Regions from separate parts of the Rattus norvegicus genome. Here region 2 is linked to region 1. A link is a contact called in public Hi-C data. All regions are on one chromosome and are shown on one strand. The core of a region is the stretch at or near the end of the contact, and the rest is flanking DNA. Distances in the headings are between cores, read along the strand shown.

Region 1 (3,092 bases), core at 150-2,649:
CTGCAGGCAACTCAGGCTAATTACCCCAGGGAGCACCGCTTCCCCACTCTCTGGCCCCCTGATTTGCTCTGGGACCCTGAGAATACAGGGGGTGTGGGGAGCTAAGGTGGGGGAGGGGTTAGAATCCTGAAGTGAAGCCACAGGCATCCCCTTTCAGAATATTGCACATTTACAGAGGCATCCGCTTGTTGCTAGGGCTCTCAGTGCATACTCTGCCCTCCATGATGCCCGGCTGTTGGTGACCTAAGTGTTTTACACACACACACACACACACACACACACACACACACACACACACACACACAAAACGAGACAAATGTATCTATCATCAGTGATCTTTTGAGCCAGAGCAACACAAAAGTCCAGCATATAACCTTGACTTCAGCAGATTTACAAATGTCTCCTATAAAAGTCAAATTTCAGTTTGCATTTCGCATCGAGTGTGAAGCAGGGTGAGCGGGCTGCTATTTTTCAGTGGTCTCTGTTCTTTGCCAGCACATGGTAGGTACGCAGTTTGTCAGTTCAGTTGGTGAATACAAATTAGGTAAACAGACTTTGAAGTTGAAAATCTCAGCAACCCGTGGCCCTTGGAGAGATGATTTCACCCCTTCCAGTTTCAGTTTGAGGGGAGAATTTAGACAGGAAAAAATGTTTGGTCTGGATATGCACTTCAGTTAGTACAGTGGTTGGATTAACTTGCAGGAAGCCAGCGACCGATGCCACATGGCTGCCTGTGGTGGTGCCTGCTGGGAAGGCCAGCATTTGGAAGATGAAGGCAGGAGAATCAGAAGTTCACCGCATCCTTGACTACGTTGTAGCATAGCTTAGGGAGTTTGCGGCAAGCCTGGAATTCATGAGACCCTTTCTAAGGAAGGAAGGAAGGAAGGAAGGAAGGAAGGAAGGAAGGAAGGAAGGAAGGAAGGAAGGGAGGGAGGGAGGGAGGGAGGGAGGGAGGGAGGGAGGGAGGGAGGGAGGGACAGAGACAAAAAACAAGAACAGGTTCAGCATTAAATCAATGCCGTGAATGGCATATACCTCCGTATTTCATACTAACTTCTGCCCCCCCACCCCCCGTAGGATTTGCTACAGGCACCCATAGCTGTCCTCTGTGAGGGGAAGAGAGCCAGTTGCGGAGGGCAGTCAGGCTCTCCAGGGGAGCACGGGAGGCAGTTCTGCCTTATGTGTCAGCTCTGGAGGAAAGGTGTCCCGTGGGCTGGAGGAGGCCACAGCCAGGGCAGGAGCAGGGAGGGCGTCTGGGCCAGGCTGGGCTCCTCTGGGGAGCAGCTGAGGTCTGGCCCATGGCCCCAGGGGGTTGCTTTGGCCTGGCCACCTAGCCCAGCAGCAGCTGTGTTTCCCAGGACTGCTGACTCTGGGACTCCCCTGCCGCCCACGGTTATGGATTCTGAAAAGAACATAGCAACAGCGCACAAACACCCTCACAGGGGGAGAACAGGAGCAGGCAGGCAGAAGGGACCCAGGGCCTGGGATGCAGCCTGTGTTTGGGAATCTTAGCCAGGCCCTAGGCAGCCACTGACCTAGCCCTGACCTTCCAGAGGTTTTACACTAGGTCGTTGTTTCTTTACAAAACAGAACTACACAATGTTCTTTTTGCAGATCTCTAAGTTTAGGGGAGAGTCAGAAGGATCCTGACTTGTTACCTCCTGAGTTCCCTTCTTGAAGCAGTTACAAGGAGAGGGCCTTTCCTGTCAGTCAGTCAGTCTCTCCTTGATTGCCAGGGAAAGGCTAATAGCACCAAGTGATATGAGACCATGTTTACAGTCTCTTGCCTATTCTTTCTGTTTACAAGTGTTTGCTACTTGGTTTTCATTTTTTAAAGACAGACTTTAATCCCAGCACTTGGGAGTCAGAGGCAGGAAGATCTCTGAGTTTGAAGCTAACCTCATTTACAGAGTGAGTTCCATGATAGCCCAAAGCTACCTAGAAAAACCTTGTCTCAAAAAACCACACATACATACACACACAATTTGTGTGGGTGATAGTGGTCGTGGTAATGGTGGGTGATTTCTGGGACAAGGTCTCTCTATATGTAGCCCCAGCTGACCTGAGTCATATAGCCCAGCCTGGCCTCAGACTTATGGCTGTCTTCTTGCTTCTGTCTTCACAATAAGGAGATCACAGACTACAGACTGTGTTTCATTCGTGGGAGCATACCATACCTCCATCATCGCTAACAGTCAAACATTTCAGGTACCTATCTAGTCTATGCTTGGCACTCCTTCTCAAGTCAGTGAGAACAGATGGTTTTTAATATTATGTTATATAATGGCGGCGGTACCATTAATGAATATATCATTTTTTCAACCATAGTAGCCTTATTTGTTTATTTTTGGGTCTTCTCTATAATACCCCTCCCCCATCTTTTCCTCTCTCTCCCTACTTCCCACACTCCAGAGAGAGCAGAGGCTTGACCAACTTTAGTATTTACCAACTGTTACCTTTGTGAGCTTGGATGAGCCACTTTGAATGTCTAATTTTCTATTTCTTTATCTGCACAACAGAGCTAGGAACACGAAAGCTAGGTTGTCGGGTGGACCAGACATACTGCCTACAACCTCTACTGTATAAAGTACACTCCATGGGGGCAGGTGCAACAAGAAGATACATTGTCACACTTCTGAATGAATTCAGCCTGCCCTCAATTTCTTGAATTGGCAGTTAGCAAGTTTGGGACCTCAGGTCAGCCATGGCTTATACCCTTCCCCCTCAATTTCATTTATCTCATAAAAGGGGAGAGCCAAGGGTTTCCTCCCACCTGAACATCTGCTTTCACATCTGCTTTCGTTTCCTAGTATCTCCTCTTCTACAGCCTTCTGCTTCACTCCACTCTCCAGACAGCATCCAACACGGTTTTGTTTGTTTGCTTTTTAGGATTTATTTCATGTATGTGAGTACACTGTTGCTGTCTTCAGACACACCAGAAGAGGGCATCGGATCCCATTACAGATGGTCGTGAGCCACCATGTGGTTGCTGGGAATTGAACTCAGGCCCTTTGGAAGAGCAGCCAGTGCTCTTAACCTCTGAGCCATCTCTCCAGCACCCAAAACAAAAAACAAAACAAAACATTTGGGGC
Region 2 (3,092 bases), core at 431-2,930, 58 kb after region 1:
GAGTTTTCTCAGCCCTTTGACCAGCTGTGAGGCACTGAAACCCCTGTTGCCTGAAGATGTTTAGTGCAGCTTCATAATTCCCTCAATCTGGAATCAACTGGGGTATCTTTCAGGAGGTGAGTTGACATACAAGCAGTGAAATATTACTCAACAATGAACAGGTACACGCTATCAAGCCATGAACACATGTACAGGAATATGCATTGAAGGAGGCCACGTGCTGTATCACTCTACGGCACTCTGGAAGAGCAAACCCACTGAGAGGTGAACAGTGGTGGTCAGGGATTAGAGATGAAGAGGGGGCGACTTGGCAGACCACACAGGAGTTTAGGACAACCACACTGCTCTGTAATGCTGGACTTGGGTCACTATCCATTTGTCCAGACTAGAGGCACAAAAAGGGAACCCTAATATGAGTATGGACTTTGGCAGATAATTGTGCGGGTTTAGGGGTTGTAACAAACGGGCCAGGATTCGGGGTGCTGAGAGTATGTAGAAACCTTCTGTAGTTCCTACTTTTTGCTTTGGTCCTAAAACAGTTCTGAAAAAACAAAGCTTTTGTCCTACCTTTACATTTTTCCATGCTAGAAATAAAACTCATGGCCCAAGGCAGCTACCCTAGCTTTCTACCACTAACCTACCCTCCCTGATCCTTCTAAATATTTGATTTAAATGCTAGTGGTTAGCCCCTGATGGATCCAGAGAAACTGAAAAAGAAATGCTTCGTTTAAAAATTTATTTATCTGATTTCTTTTTAATTACGTGTGTTTGGGTGCGTCCGTGTTGCGCGTTTGTGGATGTAGATGCTCACAGGATCCAGAAGGTGGCATCCTTGAGCTGGAATTAAAGGCTATTGGGAGTTACACATTCGCACCCCCATCCCACCATGTGGGTGCTAGGGACCAAGCTCGGGTCTTCTGAAAGAGCAGTATGTGATCTTAACCAATGATTTCTAAGCCTGGAGTGTTTTATTTCTAATGTCACTGGGGATGCAGCCATGTGCAGTGCGCAGCGGGTCACCTTCGGGGTTAGAACCCACACCTGTGCAGCCAGAGCCATATCAGCATTTGGTCAGGACAGCCCGCTCGCTACCCAGAGGAACACGCCAAATAGGGAGGTGGGAACTTATCGCATGTAGGCAGAGACCTGACCTGGCCCTCACAACCTACTGGACTTGCTAAGTTCCTGAGGAAGGAAGCTGCTACCACTAAAGCCTACCCCGCCCCCAACTGAGGTTAGACTATCTTCTGGGACACCCAAGGTTGGAGCACATTGGGTGATTAGCTGTGTCACAGATGCGACCCTGAACAATGTGATGAGTATCCTGTTGAGAACGGCAGGTGGGCAACAGCATGCACTGCCAGGCCTTCCTGTCTCTATTTTCTCAGCTGATGGTGACACTCAGAAAAGAAAGAGATCGGGCAGGTTTAATGAGAATGGAGCTAGGCTGTCATTTTACCAAAAGAACTCTGACCAGTTTGTCCAGATTGAAGCCTATTCGGCCCAGACGCATTAAAGTATCACTTTCTCCAACATTTCGATCCTTTTGATTCCCCAAACCACAGATTCTTTTCTTCTCCATCTCTAAAGACTAATGTATTTCACCCTGTAGCCTCTGTCTAAAGCCACTGCAGTTAACTAGACAAGGGAAAGGGCCTTTGAAGATTATGGTGGGCAGCAGCGACCTCTGCTGGGAGAATGGGGCATGCGCGCACCACTCTGGACTAACCCAAAAAGTGTGGTGGTACTTGTGGGGGCAGAGAAAAAAACACTTTCATTTCTGTTTCTAAACTATTCAGGGGTTTAAATCAAACGCGTAGGTTTATCTCTTTTTAGCTTTGTAGAAACAAAAAATATGCTACGTGCTCGCCACTCCCACAGCTTATTGGTATCTAAGTGATTTTTTTTTCAGAGAGCCTCACCGTGCACAGAGGTTCTAGGGCAGCCTCGCTGGTGATTAGTTAATGGATTTCTTCCCCATCTACCCGCCTCCAGGAACGCCAAGCTGACCGTGCCCAAGCAGGAAAGTCTGAACTCTGTGGTGGGCTCTTACGCTGTGAGAGCCCCTCGGAGGTAGGACGAGTCGGAGTCAGGTCAATGTGGGGTCAAACGCACTCAAAGAGACATTGACACTCCTTTCGCCAAGCTTTCTTCCTTGATTGCCCAGGAATTTGGATGCTTATTCTTAGCTTGTTGTGGGCGGCAGGAGAACATTGTGAATACTTTTGAAAAGAATGGATAGAAGATGATTAAATTGATAGGGAAAATGAGTCATTAGCTTTTCTCTGAGAATGAATTTCTGCCTTCCAAATCTTGCTATGCCATTACACAAACATGCTGGAAGACTGCCAAGGCATGTGTGAATTTAAGGGAGGGAATTATTAATGGCGAGCCAATAGAAGACATCCCTTTAATTTTGGAATGAGTAAAAAAAAAGGTTAATTTTAAAGTTTTCTCTGCCTATATGAACATTTACTAAAGGAGGAGGTTAGAAAACTCCTGGGAATTTCCAGCTTTCTATCCGGAGGGAATCTGGCTGTCCTTGTGGTAGAGACAGGTACTGGTGGTCATCCCTGTGCTCTGCTGGTCATCCCTGTGCTCTGCTGGTCATCCCTGTGCTCTGCTGGTCATCCCTTGTTCTTCTTGTTTGTTTGTTTGTTTGTTTGTTTGTTTGTTTTCTATCACCTCAATCCAAGCTGGTCATCTGAGAAAAGGAGACCTCGATGAAAAAAATGCTCCTATCAGATTAGACCATAGACAAGCCTGTGGGGCTTTTCATGATTGGCAGTTTACGTGGAAGGATCCAGACCATTGTGGGTAGAGCACCGTTGAGCATCTGGTTTTGGGTTGTAAAAGAAAACAGACTAAGTCAGGAGGAACCAGCCAGTAAGCAGTGTTTCTCTGTGGTCTCTGCACCTGTTCCTGTCTCCAGGTTCCTGCCTTTAAGTTCCTGCCTAGGTTTCTGTGATGATGGCGTTGTGACATAAACCTATATCTTCCTCAGTTGCTTTAGGCCACTGTGGTTATCAAACTAACTCATCATCTAACTGCTTCCTCGGCCCACCAGCTCCGTCTCATCACCTGGACGGTAC

Evidence for each region. Hi-C and Micro-C count contacts between places; a contact is called where the count stands out from the background.
Region 2: a Hi-C map of the A7r5 cell line shows a contact between it and region 1, with 3 times the contacts expected there. The contact joins two enhancer-like sites. A contact is called at or near these places in 3 of 12 Hi-C or Micro-C datasets (the A7r5 cell line, the Rat2 cell line and Schwann cells).

What each region holds. Positions count from the first base shown.
Region 1 is chr6:97,901,087-97,904,178 of GRCr8, forward strand. No RefSeq gene overlaps it. Among named protein-coding and RNA genes, the nearest start is that of Tmem30b, 88 kb to the right of the region's middle. Within about 2 kb of position 1,400, at least 4 of the 93 cell types and tissues checked have an H3K27ac peak or open chromatin away from gene starts, as enhancers often do. A contact at or near this core is called in the A7r5 cell line, where this site is marked.
Region 2 is chr6:97,959,016-97,962,107 of GRCr8, forward strand. No RefSeq gene overlaps it. Among named protein-coding and RNA genes, the nearest start is that of Tmem30b, 30 kb to the right of the region's middle. Within about 2 kb of position 1,681, at least 6 of the 93 cell types and tissues checked have an H3K27ac peak or open chromatin away from gene starts, as enhancers often do. A contact at or near this core is called in the A7r5 cell line, where this site is marked.